Linked DNA regions of Sus scrofa: region 1 is linked to region 2. A link is a contact called in public Hi-C data. All regions are on one chromosome and are shown on one strand. The core of a region is the stretch at or near the end of the contact, and the rest is flanking DNA. Distances in the headings are between cores, read along the strand shown. Region 1 overlaps MAN1A2 (mannosyl-oligosaccharide 1,2-alpha-mannosidase IB). Region 2 overlaps GDAP2 (ganglioside-induced differentiation-associated protein 2).

Evidence for each region. A called contact is a pair of places that touch in the nucleus more often than the background predicts.
Region 1: a Hi-C map of retroperitoneal adipose tissue shows a contact between it and region 2, with 2.5 times the contacts expected there. A contact is called at or near these places in 15 of 47 Hi-C or Micro-C datasets (brain, embryonic fibroblasts, fetal heart ventricle and 7 more) and 1 of 2 datasets of targeted methods (skeletal muscle).

What each region holds. Positions count from the first base shown.
Region 1 is chr4:103,227,278-103,232,870 of Sscrofa11.1, reverse strand. All of the region lies in intron 12 of MAN1A2 (mannosyl-oligosaccharide 1,2-alpha-mannosidase IB), which reads left to right. Among named protein-coding and RNA genes, the nearest start is that of FAM46C, 76 kb to the right of the region's middle.
Region 2 is chr4:102,904,741-102,909,999 of Sscrofa11.1, reverse strand. GDAP2 (ganglioside-induced differentiation-associated protein 2) reads right to left here. Exons shown (of 14, transcript XM_021090826.1): 6 at 3,393-3,469. Among named protein-coding and RNA genes, the nearest start is that of GDAP2, 29 kb to the right of the region's middle.

The DNA of each region.
Region 1 (5,593 bases), core at 2,606-5,105, 320 kb before region 2:
GGATTATTTGTTCTAGTTCCGTGAACAGTGTCATGGGTTATTTGATAGGGATCACATTAAATCTATAGATTACTTTGAGTAGTATGGCCATTTTAATGCTATTAATTTTCCAATCCAAGAGCATGGGATATCTTTCCATTTCTTTGAATAATCTTCCTTTATTAATGTTTCCTCCATACTGTTTTCCTAGTGGCTTTACCAAGATACATTCCCATCAAGAGTACACAAGTGTTTCTTTTTTCTCCATATTTCACCAACATCTATTATCTCTTGTCTTTTTGATAATGGTCATTCTGATGGTGTAAGATGATATTTCATTATGGTTTTGATTTGCGTTTCCCCAATGATTGTTGATGTTGAGCATCGTTGCATGTATCAGCTGTTGGCCATTTCTACATCTTTTTTGGAAAATGTGCAGTTCTTCTGTCCATTTTTTACTTTGATTGTTTTGTTTTTAGCTATTGAGTCATATTAGTTCTTTACATATTTAGGTTATTAACACCTGTCAGATAGACAATTTTCAGTTATTTATTCCCACTCTGTAGGATTGTTTCCTTTGCTCTGCAGATGCTTTTTAGTTTGATATAGTTCTGCTTACTTATTTTTTTCCTATGTTGTTTCTGCTTTTTGTGTCATATCCAAAAAATTGTTACCAAGACCCGCATCAAGGAGCTCTTTCTCTCCGTGTTTTTTTCCTAGAAACTTTACAATTTCAGTCTTAAGTAGTAGTTTGTAATTGATGATTTCTAACTATTTTTAAGCATCCCTAATTATCCTATATAAAATTTTAATTGCCCCCATTCCCTTTTTCCCTTACTTAAGTTTCCTCCATAGCACCTATCTTCTAACATCTTGTTTAATTCCCTTTGGTTCCCCAACTTAGAATATAAAGTTCACAAGGAGTATATTTTAGTTATTGTTGTACCTCTAGCATCTAGTGGGGCCACACATACTTGTTTCAGTTAAATATTTATGGAATGAAGGATTAAATCATTGGATTCTAAGAGAGAGATCTGAAAAAACAGCAATTTTATATATAAGATCTTTAAAAAGTGGGAGTGGGAAGGAGAAGAGAATAATAGACCTATTTTGTTTCCTGCTTCAGGCTCAGGGCTTAGAATCAGAATTAGGTTAGTGCTAGAATATAGCTAATAATGAATGGGCCAAAGAATTGATAAAGTAAGAAGAAAGAGCCCAAGGCAAGATGTCAAAACAGGGAAATTAGGGCAGTTAACCTGTTTTCAGTAAGGAGGCAAAGATTCAGATGCCCACATGGAGGAGAAAAGCAGAAACAGTACAAACTAACTAGTGTTAGCAGTTTAAAAAGTTAGTAAACCTAGGGTAGTGGTTCTTAAATTTAAGCATGCATCAGAATCACCTGGAAAGCTTCTTAAAACACAGATGACTGGGTTCTAGTGCCAAAGTTCCTGAGTAGGTCTGGAGTGAGGTCTGAGAATTTGCATTTGCAGCAAGTTCCTAGGTGAGGCTGATACTGCTAGTCTGGAGATCACACTTTGAGAACTACTGACACCTGTGACTCAGTAAACCATTTATGGAAGCAATTAGGGATCAAGAAATAGCTAGTGTATCATGCAGTCAGGTGGGCAAATCTTTGCTTGACTGCTGTATTTATGTAGTCCAGTCTCCTCAAATGGTGTACTGAAGAACCAGAACTGGGGTCTCCACAGTGTTTTTAACTCCTCTTAACCACAGTATCAATGCAATCCAAATACACAAACACACAGAGAGAATTTCACTTGCACTCTTGATAAGCAGTTTTTCAGTTTCCAAACTCTGTACTTTGATATATCCTTGCCAGTTTTCTTTTGCTACAGTAGAGGGAGCTACAACTCAAATTGTGCTCATGTAGCAATAACACTTAAGATTATTTTCCTTTTCTGTCAGCCTTTTTTCTTAGCTTTAAAAATTGGCTTTATTGAAGCATTCTAAGTATACATTTCATTGTGTTTTGGCAAATATATAAGCCTGGGTAAGTACCACCGCAGGTAATGTGGAACATCTCCATTCTAGCCTTGCTGTGAGTTTCACCCCAACCCTGAGTAGATAGCTGCTTTCTGTCACTATAGGTTGCCTGATGGTGCATTATGCACTTATTTTTGTCTGGCATTATTTTCGTCATAGTATTTCTTAGATCAGTCAGTGTTATTGCATGTATCAGTAGTTCATGCCTTTCTCTCAGTAAATATACTGTTATATGACTGTATCACTTTTTTAAAATTCATTCACTTTTTGTTGGTCCATTAGTCATAAATTTTTGAAAGGCATCTAGAAAAAAAGCAAGTATGTTTTTGGTCCATTAGTCATAAACTTTTGAAAGACATCTAGAAAAAAAGGAATTATGTTTGTTGACCATTTGACTTCACATATACGTCTTGCTCTTAACTTTTTCTGTCTAGAAACTTTTTAATTCTTCCTTAAAACTAACGTCATCTGATTTGCTATTGTCAAATAATTATTATCAAATAATGTGCTAGTAAATAAAATTCTAAGTGTTTTTAATCTTGGTGCCGCTTAAAGCAGAGATGGTAAAGATAGAACTGTAGGAGCTAAAATTTGTGGCAACAGTCTTCCTATCAAAACTCAAGTAAATATTGTTATATAATGTTTATTGTTCTAAGTTTGTTCTGGTTTTAAAAAAAATTCCAGTGACACTTCTATTTCTCCCTTTGAAAACAATTTTACTAAGCATGTTTTTCTTGATATTTAGCTAGGTTGGCTAATTAGCTGCTTTTTCTAGGAGAATATTTTAATGTTATAAATAGCTAGTTATACGTAGTATAATAGATTTGTGATGAAGGAATATACCAAAATGTTAATTTTAGCATCTAGAAGGTGAGTATATGTGGGTTTCACTGTAACATTCTTTCAAGGTTTCTATAGGTTTGAAAGTTTTATAGTAAAATATTGAGGTAGGGGGAAAGAGGAAAAAAGCTAGTAAATTGTTATTCAGATATTATTGCTGATGTTATCATATCCTGTAGTAGTTCTGGTTCTTCTTTTTATAGCTATTGTTATTTTTCTCTGCTGTAAAGTTATTCTCAGTATAAGCAAATGTGCAGTTAGCCAGCTATCACAGTATTAAAGCTAATTCCCTAGTGAACAAGGTTTTGAAGTAGGTTCAAAGACAGTTCTGATAATGGTTTTGTCAACAAAGCTTTGAGTAGTATGATTCAGTTTGTCATCGAAAGTATCTAAGTAATACATTTGTGAGAAAGGAAGAATCAGTGAGATAGATCATTGGAGTAAGGATTCTTAGGTAAAAAAATAGTTAAAGAGGGAAGACTGAAAAACAAAGCCCCTATCATTCCCTTCCATTTATTCTTTATTTTTTATCTTTTATCTTGTCCATAACTGTATCCTAAAGTAACTTTCTACCGTGAGAGGACTATTTTTCCAACTGGATGAGAAAAGTAGCATTAAATCTCCTGTTCTCTGCTATTCTCTGCTCACTTCCCCCTGAAGGCTAGTTTACAAACTAAGTCAAGTCAGTAGTATTCCTTAAATAGCTACTCTCTTTTCAGAATTGTGCTCTTTGAGAATTAAAGCATATGAAACATACTTTACTCATGAGCTTGAGGTCTAGTTAAGAAATCTCTTACTTCTGGACATGGGCAAACTCAATAAAAGTATATATAGTCAAGTGCTAAATAGAATATAAATATTTTGGAAATTCAGAGAAAAGAACTTTGATGTGAACTAACTCTAGTTATGAGTAAAATACTGAAATGATGCTAAATGATACACAAGATGTTAACAGATGATATAAGGCAGAAAGTCATTTCATGAAAAGAGGGCTCCAGCTTGAGATAATAAATGCTAGCTTTCATTAAAAAGACACTAAGAAAACTAGCCTGACTAAAAAACATTACTAAAAAACATCACTAAAAGTAATGGAAGGTAGGATTCTAGAATCGAAATCAGGGAAGCAGCAGTATGGATGAACATTGAGGACATCATGTGAAGTGAAATAAGTCATCACAAAAGAACAATACTGTTACAGTTCACTTACATGAAGTATCCACAGTCAAATGCAAAGGAAAAGAAAGTAGACAGGGGTTACCAGGGCCTGGGGGAGGGGGAAAAAGGAAGTTGTTTAAAGGGTATAGAGTTTCAGTTTTGCAAGACGAAAACATTTTGTGAATATACTTAACACTGCTGAATTTAAAAATGGTTAAGGTGGTAAATTTTATGTTACGTCTTTTTTACTACAATAAAAAATTAGAAAAGCAATGGTGTTCTACAAAGGAAATCATAAGATTTAAAATGCCAAAACATCTATACTTTAACTCCAACCCCTATAGCTTACCCTGGAATGTCATGAAAGGAAAACAAATACAACTGAGAGGAAACTAGAGCTCCAAGAGGAGAAAAGTAACTTGTTATTTTAAATGATTATAAGGAGCCAAAGAAATTACATATCAAGGTACTACTATAAATGTAATTTTTGTAATCATTATTAATATTCTTTCATGAATAATGGAGAGAAACACAGCAGAATAGATACATAATTTAAAGAAGGGAAAAGTTGGATTAAGAAAAATGAAAGTAGATCAATGTAATGTCCATTTTCACAAAATTCCAAAAAAGCATGGTATAAAGTCTTTAGAAAAAATTAGTAATCATGAAGAGCCAGAAAGGGTTCCTAAAACAAGTTCTTGCTGGACAAACTCTAGTGGTCTTTTTGAACTGGTTAATAAGGTTAATAATAGAGGGTAAGGGATTCCATGAACATGGTTATGTGGTGTTCACCAAATCATTTGACAGAATATTTAAAAATGGAAGAATAGGATTGTTGCTTCTTTAATATGGAATAATGGAGGTCAGATTTACCCTTCCCCTTGAAACAAACAGGTAAATTATATGTAAAACAATGGGTTTCAAAACACTGGACAAGAGACAATGAAGGATTGTAATCTCTGAGAAAAGGGACCCAAGATGGGTGGACCTTGTGTAGGCCCCAGCTTGCTGTCTTGATGGAGTTTCCAGTCCACTGCACAGCAAGGGAGGCCTGAGGCAGAGTGCAGCCAGCTCTTTGAGGAGCTTGAACTGTGAGTCCAAGGAAACTAAGAGACTAGTGTCCACAGAAAGTACCAGGGAGGAGAGAGCTGCACATAGAGAACCCAGGAGAACCCCCTGGAGCATTCAACAGAATGAAGAAACTACCTGAGTTGAGGGAAAGAATCATCTCTGAGGGAAGAAAGGAAACAGTCTGTGGTGATCATACAGGGCCAGGGACAGTGCCTGGTTTCGATAACATGACTGGAAAAGCTCCTGATTCATGGGCCACCAAGTAGAGGACTCAGGAAAGTCCTATATCAGTAGTGGCGTGGCAGGGGGGTGGTAATCTATAGCTTTGGATCTACATAGCAAATCATAGTAACAAGATCTGTGAACTGTGTAACAACTGCATGTGGCTTAAAATACGTGAAATTGAGATCTTTGAAAGAGAAGGCAGAGGGATGAATGAAAAAAAAAAAATTGGCTATAATCTTGTCAAACTCGATGTAAACACTATATCCACTGATTCAAGAAGCTGAACAAGCTTCAAGGACAAGATATATGAAGAATACTT
Region 2 (5,259 bases), core at 465-2,964:
ACGACGGGAACTCCCAATATCTGTTTTTTGTTTGTTTTCGTTTTTTTTTTTTTTAGGGCCACACCTGTGGCATTGGAAGTTCCCAGGCTAGGGGTCGAATCGGAGCTGTAGCTGCCAGTCTAGACCCTAGACACAGCAATATGGGATCCAAACCGCATCTGTGACCTACACCACAGCTCACAGCAACACCAGATCCTTAACCTACCGAGTGAGGCCAGGGAACCTGCATCCTCATGGTAACTAGTCAGGTTCATTACTACTGAGCCACAATGGGAACTCCCCTAATCTCTGTGACTTTTATTTCTTCTTGCCTATATGTTCTTGCTAGAACCTCCAGTACAATGTTGAATAGAATCAGTGACAGTGACACCCTTGTCTTGTTCTTGCTCTTAGGCAGACAGCTTTCAGTATTTCACCATTAAGTACAATGTTAGCTATAGGTTTTTCCTACATGCTTTTTATCGGGTTGAGGAGGTGACCTTCCACTCCTGGTATGTTGATTGTTTTAATCATGAGAGGATGCTGGATTTCGTCTAATGTTTTTTCTGCATCTAATGAGGTTTTACGCATTATTCTATTAATATGTTGCATTACATGACTGCCTTTTGGATGCTGAACCAAACTTATATTTCTGGGATAAACCCCACTTGTTGATGTTGTATAATTCTTTCATATGCTGCTGGATTTAGTTTGCTACTATTTTGTTAAAAATTTTCACATCTCTATCCTTATGTACAGTCCATAGCCTGTTTAACTTTCACTGGAAAAATCTGCTAATTCAGATGCTTTCATTTTCAGACTAAAACGGCAAAGAGGCAACTGAACAAAGATGACATATGAGAATTATTAAAGGAATCAAAGATGAATGTAAAGAGACAGCACCACTTTAATAATGATGAGGTTGAGACTGATTATATGAAGTAAAATCTCAGACAATGAGTCTTCAGATGATAACATCCTAGATTCGCCTTCTCAAATTTAAGAACCTCTGAGTTAACAGCATGTTTCTAAGGACAAAGGGGGACATGTGACACTCTCATTCAGTCAGTCACTATAGGAAGGACTTGACCATTCGGGATTTTGTGCTAAGAAATGGGATATCATTTTACCAAGATGTGACAATATTCTTTCATCTTTTATGTTTGTACAACAAAATTTACCTGATATAAAAAGGTTTGCCATGCTTAAACTTACTGAAATATCTTTTAAACCTGTTTTCATCATCCCTTTATTATTCAGTAAATTATTCATAAAGTCCATTGGACCTAGGTGACAGATGCTGATGACTATTTTTTTCAGGTATACCGAAGGTGAAGAATTTTTCTGTTCCCCGAGGTCTGGGTCAGGTGTCCTGACAGTCTGCCCTGACACTGTGATGTACACTCCTAGCACAGCACCTGCCACACTGCAGGGTGGTCTCTGTTTATCTGGCTCTCTAACTATTAGCCCCCGCCCCCCTGTCCCCCGAGAGCAGGATGTCCTATCTTGGTATCTCACGCAGTACCCCGGTTTACGACAATGGCCACATCTCTAGCCCAGACCTCACTCCTCAGCTTTGGACTAATAAGCACAATGGTTTACTGATCATCGTGTTGAATCCACTGATCCCCTCTGATCCAACATGTTCAAAACAGCACTTGCCTTCATTCCTCCCTTCTCCTCCCTGCAACACTTTTCCCTCCTTCTATCTGCTCTGTCATTGGTGGCACACCACCCAGTCATCCAAGCCAGAAACCTAGGAGTCATCCTTCACTTCCCTCTCATATATTTGTGATCTCCAACTCCAGCTGAATTTGTTTACGAAATACATATTTTTCTAATTTCAATATCAGAGTTCCCTAGTGGCTCAGTGAGTTAAGGATCTGGCATTGTCAGTGCTGTGGCTTAGGTCACTGCTGGCGTGGGTTTGATCCCCGGCCCGGGAACTTCCTCATGCCACGTCTCCCCCCACCCCCCCAAAAAAATTTCAACATCACCAGTGTCCTTGTTCAGGCCTGATCATTTCTTACTTGGAGTACGAAAACACCTATTATATCATCTCTTCTTGTCACCAGTCTTTCTCCTTGGAAATCATCTTTTACACAGCTAATAAAGAAACGAGACCACATCATTTGTGTGCTTAATGCTCTTCTATGTTCTCCCATCATATAACTGATAACATCTAAGGTCCACAGTATGAGATACCAGGCCAGCACTGATCCTGCCCCTGCCCAATTTTTGCCAGTCCTAGCCTCACATTTTATCCAATACACCCTTCATGCTATTTCTTACTTATCTGCCTCTGCTCATGCTTACATGACTATTGTCTTCTGCCCTTCCTTTGGAAAATCCTATTTATCTTTTACAATGATTTCAACTCACAAATCACCTCTTATGGGAAGCATTCACTAACCCTCTGCCAGGCTGGAGTCATGTGCTCCTATCCTTCCTGTATCTCACACAATTATCATAACTTCTCCAAACTGTCAAACGGACAAAAGGCTCCTTGAGGACAACGACCAGAACTCACTGGTGTATTCCCAGAACCCAGGAGAATAACCTGATATATTCTAGACCCTCAATAAAAGGGCACTGAAAGAACGAAGGAATAGGTAAACCAGGTGAAACAAAAAGAGATAGCAAACCTGGTAAATGTGTCTTATTTTAGCAAATTCACAGTGATTTATATCTCATATATGCACCTATATATACTTGGAATGGATATTTCATATGTATTAACTCATGTATCACAAAACTCCTATGATGTAATAAGGCCTGTCCGTCTTCACATTTTATCAAAGCACAGAGACGTTAAGTAACTTACCCAAAGACACAAAACTGAGAAATAATATAAATGGAATGGGACAGACAACACTAAAATTAAATAAAACTTAGTAAGATTTAAAAAAGAATTTTCTAAAATGGCTCTGAATGAAACTGAAACATACTAAACCTAACCACGTACAACTAAACCTAAACCTCACAGCCTACTTCTACAAGCCACCAGGCTAGGCTGTCAGCTGTTTCCAGGTCGGGCAGACACCAGAGCTTTTCCAGCAGAGAGGTGTGGTTTTCTAGGTATGCTGTTGAGGTGCCCAGGGCTTAGGTCACAAGGTGATGCTGAGATGTCTTGCAAGCTAACAGAGTGAGGAAATCAGAACAACCCATGTTGTAAGATTTCGTTACATGTTAACCATTTACCCATGAAAAATATGAAAAAACGCTCCTTTCTGACTTGTTTCTAGTCTCTAATGCGGTCTTTGTTAACAAGTGATGGTCAGCCCCACTGCCAAAGCACAGACATAATTAGGATTTGACTGCTGGCAGTTCAATTAATAGATAATCATCAGACAAAGGCAAACACTCACAAGTAAACACAAGCTTGAAACAATACAAGATCATTAGCAAAATACCTCTTCAAGTTCAGAGACAGCAAATACTACTTTTTCAATAGTCTCTCCATGAATTTCAAGGAAGCGTCTTACAGTGCCTAAGGAAGAGAATAGAAAAGTTATTCAAAAAATAAAAAATGACGAAAGTGTGAAGAAAAAAAATCCACCTCTTCAAAGTTTTGTTTCTGTAATGGATCAGTCATTTCCCTCAGGTCTGTGCTCAGTGATGCCTTGTCGGTAAAGCCTACCCTGGTCACCCTCCTTAAAAACTCTTCCCTGATTTGCTTTCCTTCCGAGTAACTAGACATTTTGTGGAGTTTCCTGCTTACTGTGTATCCTCCCCACCCTCCCTACCCCATCAGGTAGAATGAAAGTTCCACAACAGCAAGAGTTTCCTTTTATGTATTACATCATTGCCAGTAAAAAGTGCCTGGCCGTAAAGGTGCTAACTCCAGACATCCAGGGTATTCTTTTTATTTTCTGGGGCCTCCCTCTCGGACCAGAATGGTCTGGCACAAGTGCCTTTCCATCCATCAGTTACAGTATCAGATTTCCTACTCAGCCCTTTATCCCTGTCAACATCCCATCAAACCAAAGCTGAATTATTTTTTCTTAATTTCTATCTTATCTGAATCCTTTCTCTATCAACTTCCCAATCATGAGACCTAGTGGCCTGTTCTCATCCTTTACTTACTAGGAATCGCTCCAGTTTTAGTTTTAAATGGCCACGCTCCACTTTTTTAAAATATTGTCCTCTCCAGGTTCTGTCCTCCACATTTTTTATTTTCTTGATCCAAACCTGACCCCAACAGGACCAAACCTGACTCTCTCCGCTCCCCACCTGCTCCTGTATCTGTATTCCTTATTTCAGCTACACAGCAACATCCAACCACTCACCTAGGCTAGAATCCTGAATTTTTTTTTGACATCTTCTTTACTTCTTCCTTCATCCTACATTTTCAGTGGGTTATCAGGTCCTTTAAATTCGATTGCTAATATTTCTAACAGCTGCTCTCGGGTTCTCAGTGCTTAAGAAGACTTGGGCAATGAGCTCTCAACTGTTCTCTTGTTTCTCTTTTCCAAGTCTCCATATTCACTGTTGCCTGAATTACCTCATGCCACCCTCCTTACTGAACACCTTTTGATGACTCTGTACTGCTTACAGGTTAAGATTCAAAGACCCCAGCATGGCTCTCCACACTCTGACAGCTCACCCCTCCTCCATCCCGCCCCTTAGTCCTATTTCCAACTATTCCTCCACATAGCTTGGGCTTTCACGAGCCGCTTCTTTACTTATTCAGAATACACCACTCACTTTGGTGCTACCCTACTTCTGCTAACAGTGACCTCTCACGAGGATACCTTTCACCCACCATGACCCTCGCTTAGTGAACTCTTCACTTTTCAAGACCCCGTCAAAGGCCATCTCCTCTGAGCAGAACTCCATCCTCCTCGTGTTCCTCCTATAATCTTGTGACTAGCCCTCCGGATAGGAACTTCTCCCAGCATCTTACAGCTAGACTGTGAACTTTCTGAAGGCCACATGAACTTAATGTTGACATTACCAGGGCCGGCACACCTTAGGAACACGGCAAGCAATCATCCAAAAGTTACTAGTAACTGAACGAACATGTCATGGCTCTGGTTACTGACCTACTGCCTGCCTTATTCACTGCTGTATCTTGAGAACCTAACAGAGGAGACCCATTTGTTGGAGGACTGAACAAATCTTCCTAATTCTCGCTCTGCCCGGTGACAAATTTATTTTTCATTTCTTTCTCTATCCTTCCTTTGTAATCTAAAAAAATGAAATTTCAGAAAAAGATTTCTTTTATTTACTTTAAGGCCAAGTTTTATGTTTGCACCGTAACAGTTTTCCTGCATGTAA